Linked DNA regions of Sus scrofa: region 1 is linked to region 2. Evidence: chromatin contacts called from public Hi-C data. All regions are on one chromosome and are shown on one strand. The core of a region is the stretch at or near the end of the contact, and the rest is flanking DNA. Distances in the headings are between cores, read along the strand shown. Region 1 holds the start of DOCK4 (dedicator of cytokinesis protein 4). Region 2 holds the start of IFRD1 (interferon related developmental regulator 1).

The links. Hi-C and Micro-C count contacts between places; a contact is called where the count stands out from the background.
Region 1: a contact with region 2 is called in a Hi-C map of liver, with 5 times the contacts expected there. The contact joins the promoter of DOCK4 here to the promoter of IFRD1 in region 2. A contact is called at or near these places in 1 of 5 promoter capture datasets (liver), 7 of 47 Hi-C or Micro-C datasets (epiblast stem cells, heart right ventricle, liver and 2 more) and 2 of 2 datasets of contacts at active chromatin or transcription factors (alveolar macrophages and skeletal muscle).

The regions. Positions count from the first base shown.
Region 1 is chr18:33,419,743-33,425,166 of Sscrofa11.1, forward strand. It overlaps DOCK4 (dedicator of cytokinesis protein 4), which reads left to right and starts at 3,457. Exons shown (of 54, transcript XM_021079277.1): 1 at 3,457-3,861. The coding sequence starts at 3,825. ZNF277 (zinc finger protein 277) reads right to left here and starts at 3,273. Exons shown (of 12, transcript XM_021079287.1): 1 at 3,144-3,273.
Region 2 is chr18:33,217,188-33,223,173 of Sscrofa11.1, forward strand. IFRD1 (interferon related developmental regulator 1) reads right to left here and starts at 3,784. Exons shown (of 12, transcript NM_001007519.1): 1 at 3,495-3,784. The coding sequence starts at 3,585.

The sequences.
Region 1 (5,424 bases), core at 2,207-4,706, 200 kb after region 2:
TTTTTAAAGCTTGATGCTATTTATCAAAATGGGAAATATAAGAATGAGGAGATGACACCACCTGCTACCCCCATTTCTTCTAGAGACATCACAAATGAGTTAATAAGGTCTCCAGAGGAAAAGAATTATAAATCCAAAGAGGTATTACCATGATCATCATCTACTGGTCATGCATTTGCAGAGAAAAAAAGTTGACTCTGTCAGACTCTTATGATACCGATGGAAGCACAGGTTGACACTGTCAGAAAAAATCAACTTCATCGGAAAAATTTCCCCAGTAATATCCCCAAGTGTGAGAACTATTGGAAGGTTTATTACCTGTTCTTAATTTTAGGGGACAATATGAAATGCTAGTTACTGTTCAAATGGTTGGAAAGCAGTGTTGTGGAAGATTAGGGCCTTCCCTGGAAAGAGATGGTGCCTCAGGAAGTATGACACACAGACCTCAGGGAAGGTGCTGAACCTGCATGCATACTACCCAGTGACTCATTCTAGCAGAAATTTGTAGAATTGCAAGGATTCCTATAAAAAGACTCCCTAGTCCCTTCTGTTTCATAATATAAATACACAGATTGATATTTTAATTAGAGAGAAACCTGTTAAAAGAGGCATTTTTCAAGAAATCAGTGATTTTATAGGGGAAGACATTTTTGATAACTGAAGTAGTTGCTTTAACAGAAAAATATGAATCTACATTATTTCCACCAAAACCTGTATCACACTTTGCAGGCTTGTAAAAGAATGTTGGTAAAGTCACAGGATAATAAACAGGTTATTAAGAGATTTTTTTTTTTTTTTTTTTTTTTGCTTTTTAGGGCTGCACCCACAGCATATGGCATATGGAGGTTCCCAGGCTAGGCACTGAATCAGAGCCATGCTGCCGGCCTACACCAGAGCCACAGCAACGCAGGGTCCGAGCCACGTCTGCAACCTACACCACAGCTCATGGCAATGCCAGATCCCTAACCCACTGAGCAAGGCCAGGGATCGAACCCGCAACCTCATGGTTACTAGTCAGATTCGTTTCCGCTGCGCCACAACGGGAACTCTGAAGAGAATTTTTAATGACAACCTTAACACATATAAAAACAACATAAAAATCAACCATTAAACTTCCATTGACTGCTACAAATCAGTGAGACTACTAGGCAGTTCTGCTGCTCAATATCTTCGTTGTAAAATTGGAACCTAAAATTACGCTTCCTATCAGTTACTCAATTCAATCTAATAGTTATCTAAAAATTCATCCTGAATTAATGCTGGTCATCACAGTTTGGTAAGTATATGGAGAAAAGAATATTCATATGACTACTGGTAGGAATGTTTATATACACTCTTTAAGAGGAAAATCTGATATCTACCACAATTTTAAATGTGTGTCATCTTTGACCCAATTCCTCAAGAAATACACACCTGGTGAACAAGCATGTATGTGAAGTTGTTCGCTACATTACTGAAAAACTAAAGCTACAGTATACGTTCATTAACAGAGGAAAAGCTGAAGTAGGGTATGTCCATACTATGGAATACTACGGGCATAGTCCTTGAAAAGAATGAATCAATAAATGTACTGATGTAGAAGAATGTCTCTAACAGATCATTGTGAGAAAGAAGGTGACAGATCTTTATGCTTACACGGAATGAGCCCTTTTTATTTAAAAAAAACCCCCAAAACTATACAGATGTGTGTCACACAGCCATATATTAGAACACACACCAAACCTGTAAAAGTTGTTACTTTGGGAATGGGACTGTGTGTGATGGGGAAACTTTGAAATGTTGCAGTTTTTTACCATACACATTTCTGAACAGTTTGAACAGTTTATAATGAAAAGTTTTATAATTTAAAAACAAGTAATGATATTTAAAAGTTTTACAATGTTTTTGAAAGGCACACCATTTTCTTCTTTATGAGTTAATCTATGAGATCAATTTACAAAGGATTCCACCTTCAAATGTTCAAACACGTAACCCTCTGGAATTTTGAGAAGCTGGAAAACCTTAAGAGTATGTTACTGTTAGATAAGATCTGACTATATGGCCAACCCTGGAATGAATTGTTTAGGATGTGGATATAACTCAATATTTAAGTACGGAGCTTACCAAAGATTTCTTTGGCAGAAGTGCTGAAATAATTTCAGAGGTAGGAGGTTCCACTAGGATGGGAAGTGGGAAGACATAGCACAGTCTGTGTGCTAAGACAAAAATGTCAATTTAACCACGAATGCAAAAGCAAAGAAAGAAATTTTACAAAACCGCAATAAGGATGGAGAACTAAAATGAAGCTCCAAACCATGTCCATTAGAAAAAGACAACTAGCTGTGTTAAGTTACATATCAAATCAAAAAAGAAGGGAGTCAGGTGGGGGATAAATATATAGATTAAAGGTAAAAGAATTGGGCTAGGAATTCTAAAGATAATCCCCCAGCAGCTTTCAAAGTTTGATTTTTTTGCCCTCTGCACCGGATAAAAGGACAACTTGAAAGTTAGGTAAAGCCAAAGAAGCTGTGAAGATTTTCTCTCAAGCCACGAGAGCCAATTGCCGCTTCTTTCCTCTTGCTCCAAGGACCCAGCTCCACCAATCCCGGAGAATGCCAAGGGCAGTCAATGAGCAACGGGAGAAGCTCTGAGAGCCACACACTCTCCCTTCAGAGGCTGCACGAGCCAGCCACTGAGAAAATCTGGGGCGTGCAAGGCAGCGACCAGTCTGCAACTGGAAATCCGCCCGAACCCAAATAAAACTTATCTTCAGAGGCCAAAGCAAGCAAATCGAAGCGGGGGTAGGGTACTGGCGAAGAAAACGCTGCTAATCCCAGAGTTAACAGCACACAGGCCGGAACCTGACCTGACCCACGCCCACTCACTCGGCAGAGAGCGCAAAGGTGCGAGCTCCAAAGGCAGGATAAACGCTCAGAGAACTTCCTTGGCTTCGGAAAAGCCATTCCATCCCATTTTCTCTTCCTTCTCAGAAAGACCCCTTCAAGTTGCCGCCGCCCACCCCACCATGTCCCTCGGGGCCCCTCATGTGGCCCCTTCGCGCCCCCAGGTGGCCTTAGAGCTGGGGTCCGCCCCGCAGTCAGCTGCACTCTAGGTGGGAGAAAAAGGAAAATAAACCACTTGCACCTCAGAGGTACTGTACTCACCCTCATAAGTGAAAACTCCGGCTCCGCCGCTGCTGCCATCACCGTCTTCCTCCTTTTGGGGAGCAGCCCCCTGGGTCTTGGGAGCAGCCATTACGCGGCTGAAGAAAAAAGGGAGGGTCACGGGCAGGAGCGCAACCAATGGAAACGCGCCTAGAAACGAAGTCCCCATCGACGCGGCGTTTCCTCCACTCCCACGCCGTGCCGTCACGTTCTGGGCCAATAGGACGTGACGATCAGAACATAACCCCGCCCTACATGCTAGTGCCACGCCCCCTTCCGGGATGGAGAGACCCAGAACTACAATTCCCAGTGTGCTGCGCAGGCTCTGGGCAGGGAGGGCTGGAAGAGGCGCTGGCGGGCGGGGGTGCGCCCGAGAGTGCCCCGGCGTGTTCGCTTAGTTCAGTGAATCAGAACAATGACTGCGCCGCTGGGTTCCCGGGAGCGCGTCGGAGGACTGTGAGCAGCCGCCGCCTGGAGAGCGGCGGGCGGCGCAGCCTCGGCCGCGCGGTGTCAACCTCGGACTCGCGAGCTTCCAGTGCAGACCCTGCCCAGCGCCCGCAGCCCGCGCGGAGCCGCCGGGCTCCAGCGCTGCAGACGCTACTCCGGAGCTGTGCATTGTTGTGAGCTGGAGAAGGGGTGAGGGGATTACAAAGCCCGAAGACCCCGAACCCCTCTTTAGCCATGTGGATACCTACAGAGCACGAGAAATACGGCGTGGGTGAGTCTCCGCGGGGCGAACTTTTTATTCCGCTCTGGCCGGAGCGGGTGCGTATTTCGCGTCCTTGCCCTGGCGACTCTCTCTTCTCCCGGCTGGAAATGCCTCATCCTGGCATCGCGCTGCGGGTTCGGGGCTTTACCCAGCCAGCTCCGGGCAGAGGGGTGCGCTCTGGGGTCTCGCCGCTCAGCGTCTGATGGGCGCTCCGGGCAGCGGCTGGGGGGAGCGCGCGACCAGCCCGCCCGCTGCAGGCTCTGCCTGCGGAGTTTGTAGTGGCGACGGGGCGTGTGTGTGTCAAGTTGCAAGAGGAGAGCGAACCGCGTTCCTCTCCAGCTGCTACCTTTCCCCAAGGCGGCAAGGGCTGTAACGATTTCCCGGGTGGAGAGGGAGACAACAACAATCGCGCTAAGTGAACAGCCCCAAAACAGAAGGGAGGCGCAGAACCTTCCCTCTGCCTCCCTTCAGCATTCCCAGAGTGCGGAATGTGGCACCGTCCTCAAAAGAGACGGTCAGACAGAGTCCGGCCGGGGACTCTCATCCCGGGTTACCCTGTGTGTGTGTTGACGGGCGGGGGGGATTGGTAAATTTCAACATCTGCGTCGCTCTGCTCTTTGGTCTTTGGAGGGGAACCGGTATTTCAGCAATGTTTTTACTTCTGATCACCCTCTCTGCCCGGGGTGAGCCGGTGGGGGTGGTGATGGAGGACAGCTGTGGAGCGATAATGGGGAGAGGGAATCGGAAAGCTTGGGTCTTAGAGGCACGGAGACGGCTTTTGGGGAAGGACTACCCTGACACTGGTGTTTGGAGGAGAAGGAACAGGGTAACGCTCGCCGTTCTGTGCAAAGGTGAACAACAAAGGACATTAATGTTGACGGATGAATACAGGAGTCTCCCTTCCTTTCCCTCCTCCCATTTCAGGCCGATTACAGTTCCCGTTTTTGTTGTTTGATTTCAGCTGGGTCGCCCCTTGACAGTTACTCCTTTTAGGGTAGTGACTATTAAGAAGCCAGGCTCTCTGACAAGCTTGTAGCAGCCAAATGCAATTATAACCTCTCAAAAGATTTAACAGAGAGAAAGCGTTATGGATTTTACTAACAATCTTTATTTCCTATAATGCCCTGTCCTGCTGATTGGTGGACTTTTTTTTTTAAATAAATTGAGTATAGATCTAGTGACTTAGATAATGTGTAGGTATCTGCTTATGTTCTAAATTCATTTTTCTATGATTTAAAAAATCTGGAAAGCCTTTCCAGGGAGTCATAGTCATAAGATTATTATTATTTTTTTTCAACTTAGCCAAGGGATAGGATTTTGGAGTCCTCTGAAAGGACTGTGTAATTAAACAAAGTCAATCTCCTATATTACATTAGCTTTCATTCTGGATTTTGACTGGTTGGCAAGACAATAGTTTGTCCAGGACCCATCTTTGGGAGGGGGTTCCAGCTTTCCCTGTCTTTGAAGCGTTAAGGGGAGTCTTTGCCAGGCACTGTACTGGCAAAGCATAGACATTTCCTTCTCTTCACTCGCCCCCTTTTTGGGATAGATTAGCCCTTGCATGGGAGAGAC
Region 2 (5,986 bases), core at 2,534-5,033:
AAAAAGAAAAAAAAAAAATGGCTCTTCATTGACTGAAAATACACGAACTTTATTTGTGTATTTATTTACTTACTTTTAAAGGGCTGCACCTGCAGCAAATGGAAGTTCCCAGCCTAGAGACTGAATTAGAGCTGCAGCTGCCGGCCTATGCCACAGCCACAGCCACAGCAACTCAGGACCTGAGCCTTATCTGTGACCTACACCACAGTTCACAGCAAGGCCAGATCCTTAACCCACTGAGCGAGGCCAGGGATTGAACCTGCGTCCTCATGGATACCAGTCAGGTTTATTGCTGCTAAGCCACGACAGGAACTCCCACCAGAGAGCCAAATTTTAAGAACCAAAAAAACAAAAGTTTTGGTATTTGATATAGCATAAAAGCCTGTTAGATAAATTACCTTTAAAAGAAAGGTTCTAACATATCCAACAGTTTTAAATATCAGTGCTGTTAGGAAAAATCTCCTTTTTAAAAGGGGAAACTTTCTTTCAACTTCATTAACCTAAGCAATAATTTATATTCACTAGCCACTTTTGTTTCATAGGAATTTCACATTAATAAAAGGATTACTCAGTCAGCAATTACCCTGAGCTCTGAGTTAAAATACGCCCCAGATTCTGCCCCAAAAGTCATCTTGAGTCACCTGATTTACCTCTGAGCCCGAACTGATTGACGATTGCACTAGATATCACTAGGTCCTTATGTTTAAGAAATTTGGGTCATATATTACAACTTAAGACAGTTTTTCAAAAATCCTCTAAGTTTAATTAAGCCTGTTGCTGATTTTTTTTCTTTTAAAAAGACAACAATGGGGGGTTGTCTTTTTTTAAATCAAAATAGAGAAATGAGCAGATTTTATAATCAACACAGGAAGCAAGTGGCTTTCAAAGCTGCCTGCTACTCAAAAGAGAATAAAATGTACCAAAGTAGTAAAGTATAAAGAATAAGCAAAGAAGCCAAGAGCCCAAAATATCTTAATCATAGTGCTTAGGACAAAAATAAACAAATAAACAAAGATGTATGACATCATACTCTATTTCTAGGTCTATCTTCATGTGTTTTCATGATTTGAAGTTACAGTAGTAGCTGAGAGTCATCTGCCTAGCTTTTACTAACATTTATTCACAAATCAATTTACATTTTTTTAATTTTTCATACTCAGCCTATTTTTAAACTGTCAAGAAGAGTTTCTTACTCAGGTCCCTTCTGTTTCAATGATTTCCCAAGGCTCAAGGGAAAAAAAAAAAAAAAAGAGGGAGAGAGATTTAAAAAAAAAAAAAATCAAGAAAGAGAATGTTTAAGTGTCTGACAGCTAAGTGACACTCACCCACCTTGTGATCCTAAGTACTATTAATGAGGCAGCACTCTAGACACATGAAGTCCTTATTTTTTAGAGGGCTTACTTACCAACAAGGTTTTATTCTTTCCTAAAAATGCTCTTTTCAAATTAAGTGCTATGACAAATATGCATACTTGAGTAATAGGTCAATTATTATTAACTTCCTAGACCCCTCCACTAAAACTAGAGAATTCAAATGGGAAACCTATTAAGTGATGAGAGAAGTTGGTTATCTTTTGGTTGTACATGACAAGATATCACTTGAATCCCATTCTTTCTGGATGTCACTTAAAAAAATAACAGTAAGGTAAGGGACTTTTAAGTACAAGTTTATGACAATTTGTCCTCTTCTGCTCTACTACTAAGGTCTTCCAAAACAAATCTCACTTCCAAACCCCAATTATCAGAGGTAAGCACAGCTAACAAGTTCTAGTATAAAGTTATAAAGATAGTCAAAGCATGTTTGGTTGTATAAACTAATCAAAGAATTATTTTCCTGCAGATGAAAGGTCACAAATGAGCTTTGAGGTAAGACAATCTCCCACTGCCTCCAGAGATGATTCTTTAAGTACCAGGAAGGAAGGAGGCTGGGCAGGAAGCTTCAGAAGGGCATAAAGGTTTGTCTGTGATTCAAGGAGGCCATTAGTAATCACTACCATTTTCAAAATGATTTTGCTTGGTACATCGCCATAACTTGTTTCATCAACAAAAGGTAAACTTAAAGAATAAAATTAATATAATCCTTGAGACAGAATTTGAATGTTCACTTCTTGGGAGGAAAAGCTCAGGCAGAAAGAGGTAACTTCAATTCACACAAAACAAATGGATCCCACAACAAACTATGTATTTTGTATCTTGATCAAGAATGAACTTCATAAACAGCAAGAGCATTCAATCAAAATAAAGAACAATGTAAAAGCTAAAAAACAAAAAAAAACCCCTGCATTCCTATTGTCAATTGTTAGATTTTAATACATGATCACAAGTTTTCGTGCAGCTATAAATCCTACAGGAAAACTTTTTAAATAAATACCAGTTTCCAATCAACTTTAACAAGAAAACTGGCCTATTTACTTGCACAACATTCTGAGGGTCAAAGTGGATATTGTGTTTGTATGGCTAGTATTCCGATATGATAACACCTGAGAATATTCCGATATTTAATTTCAAAGTCTCAAAAAAGGATTAAATGAGATGACTTTTACCCAGTTTAACACTAGTTTTTAGTACGGTGTCTCGTAGGAATTTCTGCTTTCAGTCCGTTGTTCTTAACCGTACAGTGAGGAATAATGTATCATTAATTCAGGTAAGCACCTACCCATCCGGGAAAAGCTTCAGCTTTGCAAAGAGAAGACAAAAACCTAAACTTTTGGCCAACTGCAATCTGAGCTCTCCACCCCCCAACCCCCCACCCCCGCCTAACACGGGCTCCCAGCAGAGAACCTAGAGAATACTGCACAAAGGAGGACGAGGTTTCGGCTCAGGGAAGCAAGAGGTCACCTCGACTGGTCACAGAAGAGCTGGGGGCTCGGGGTCAGGGAGGGGTAGGAGCAGAGCCTAAGCTGGGACAGTGGCCCCCAGCATCCGACATCTCCGCCGGGCCACGTGGACACGCGGGATGAGCAAGAAGGCAGCGGAACGGGATGCCACACGGGCGCCTACACGTCACGCCTGCCCTACCGCGCAAGGCCCAGGCCGCGTGACGCAAGAGCCGGTCCAAACCCGCCGGACGTTTGGCATTCCCGAGAACTCCATGTTGGAGCCGGGTAGTCAAAAACGACCAGTGACAGCAGGACACAACTCCGAGCTTGGCCCCCTCCGTCTGGGAGTGATCTAGAGAACAGACACCAGCCTTTGAGAACAGTTCCCAGCTCCCGGTCACCCTCGACCCTGACCCACTCTCAATCCCAAGGACCCATTCGTCCCCTCCCTGCCCCCAAGGCGGGTGCCCAAGAATTCGGGTCGCACGCCAGATCCAAATCGCGCGAGGTACGGCCCTCGGGGCACACTGGGAAGTGTAGTTCCCCCGGCACGCCAGGCGCCCCGCCGACGCAAACGTCTAGAGGAAAAGAACTACAACTCCCACGGGGCCCAAGACTAAGAGACTCGCTAGCCCGGCCGGCAACTGGGATGCCGGTGGCGGGGATACCCTCCTACCTGCCGTCGCCGCCGTCGTTGCGGCTGCCCCTGAGCCGCCGCCACCACTGCCACCACGGTGGGGTGTGTTCCGCTTCTTATTCTTCGGCATCGTGGGACGCCCGGTGCCGCCTAAACTCGGAGCTTAGCGAGGATCAGCCAATGGAGCTGCACTTTTTACTCGTGCGTCTGTGCGGCGGGCGGCTGAGAGGCGATTCTTCGGCTAACAACAGAGGCGAGAAGCGGCGCGGGTAAGAGTGGGCGGTGGCGGCAGCAGAAATCCCCGTGAAGAGCTGTGATCGGAAACGATACATGTTTCTCTCTAGCGCAGGAGCTAAGGCGGGGCGGTCGCGGCCACGACGCCTTAAGTACAAGACAGCTGCCTGTCGTCACCATATATGGGCGGGACTCGAACTCTCACTAGCCAATCCCTATAGATCCCCCCACCGAAGTCTACTTCGGGCGGCCGAAGGATGTTGACTACCGATCCCATGCCACAAGTCTTCCAGCGGCGCCCAGGGAGCCAGGCTTAGTTGCCGCTCTGAAGTCTGGGAAATGTGGTCTCACGGGGGAGCCGGCTCCCAGCTCCTCCCAACTGGCTTTTGTACGCACTTCCCTTCCCGTAACCCCTCCCTTCTCTCCCCGCAGCCCCGCCTTGGAATTGACGAAGGTGGTCATGGATGGTGAGCAATGCCGCGGGTATGCTGGATGACGACAGCCCGCTTCCAACTGGGAGCTAAGCAATCCGCGTGGCTGGTCTGTCTCCAGAGGATCGTGTTCTTCTCCTTCACCTTTCCCCTACTTGCCTGCGTCCTCTGCCCCGGCACAGCCATACCCCCTCCTTAGGAATGTTCCCATGGTTTTAGTCTTTTAATTATTAGTTTAGCGATCATCAGTATCTACCATTGAATTGTGGTTCAGGGCTCTTGTGCCCCCCAAACCTTCAGAAAGGTGTGCTTTAATCTACTTAGTCGTGTAGTTCGTGTGTTTCGTCTATTCTGCACCGGAAAGATCTGGCGATTCAGGTTTCTGTACAAGAATGTGTCCTTTTGACAATTCTGCCTGCCAGTTAGGAGGTCAGCCTGGGATAAGAATTGGGTTTGGGTAACTTAACAGCTGATAAAACAAACATGGGCTATGAATACCAATAATCGCAGTGTTTTTTATTTTCCCAGGTGCTCCTAAGAGTTCTGTCTTCCTTGTTGCATTCGTCAGGTATCTAGGACCTGTTATTAAGCTCATATCCTTATGACAGACCATAGTGACTGATTCACCTCAGTGTAGGTGATTCATCCCCCACTCCACCTCTCTCCTGAGCTCCTTCTCTTATTTTCTTTTCAATTGCATTGTAGCACATTTACACCTGCATGTTCCATATGCACCTCAATCCACCATCTCTAATACTGTATTTCTCTCTTCCTGCCTTCCTTGTGTATGTTCACAGTACTACTATCTTCCCATATGTCCAGATTCAAAGACTCAAATTCATACATGGTTTCCCTAAAACCATCAGTATTACCATAAAACTCTGAAGTTCATGTGCTCTTTTCCAGTCACACATGACCTCAGCTGGTGCCTGGGCATTTTAAGGGATCTTGCCAGTCATTTCACCATATTTCATGCATAATAATGTTGCCAGATTTATTTGTGTATCCCTATTTTACTAATTCACATGGTTTAGTAGTTGTTCAGAAACATTTCCTGGGTCCCATTACCAATATATTAAATGCCAATCCTCCCCTGGCCTGGACTCCCTTTCCAGCCCATCTTTCACTGCTTCCCCGGACACACGGACGTGCCCTGTGCTTCGGCCACACTGCACTGCTCTTCATTTCCAGGACACAGCCCTGCTCTCCTACCTCCTGTTGTCCCTCATCCAGCGTTCTTGTAACGTCCTTCCTCCCACATTCACCTTCGAAAAGGGTATCCGTCTTCCAAGATCTCACTCAAATTCCACTTCCTTCATGAAGCCTCCAACCAGAATTGTTTTTTTCTTCACAACTCTTAAAAAACTTTTTGTTATGCTCTAATGGCACTTACGACATCTCCCCAGACCTCACGGCCTATTCCAAGGGCAACATTGCAGGGTTGCTTTTACTTTGTTTTCTCCTGAAACAGCACGTACACCAGGATGCAGGTTGGTGGACATAGCTCCCACCGATGCCCCTGTATGATCTCTTCACATGACTGTGCATCTGAAGCCCAGTGGCCTTGACTTGGCCCACACTGGAGGATCACAGAACTGTATCTTTCATGCCCCCAGGCTCTTTATCATCCAGAAATACTGTACTATACATAAGGCAACAATTTTGCTGCTGTGAGCCACATCACCCAGGTTCAGTGTCCTGCCTCCAGGCCTTGAAGTTTGTGCTTTGCCTGCATGTGGGGCACGCTCCTTTTACCTGCATCCATCCACGTCCACTTAGAGGCTTTTCCTGGGCAGGCCTGACCGTGGCCTGTCACATCGCATACATACTCGTTTGACATTTATTTGTAAACACATCTGTCGTCTT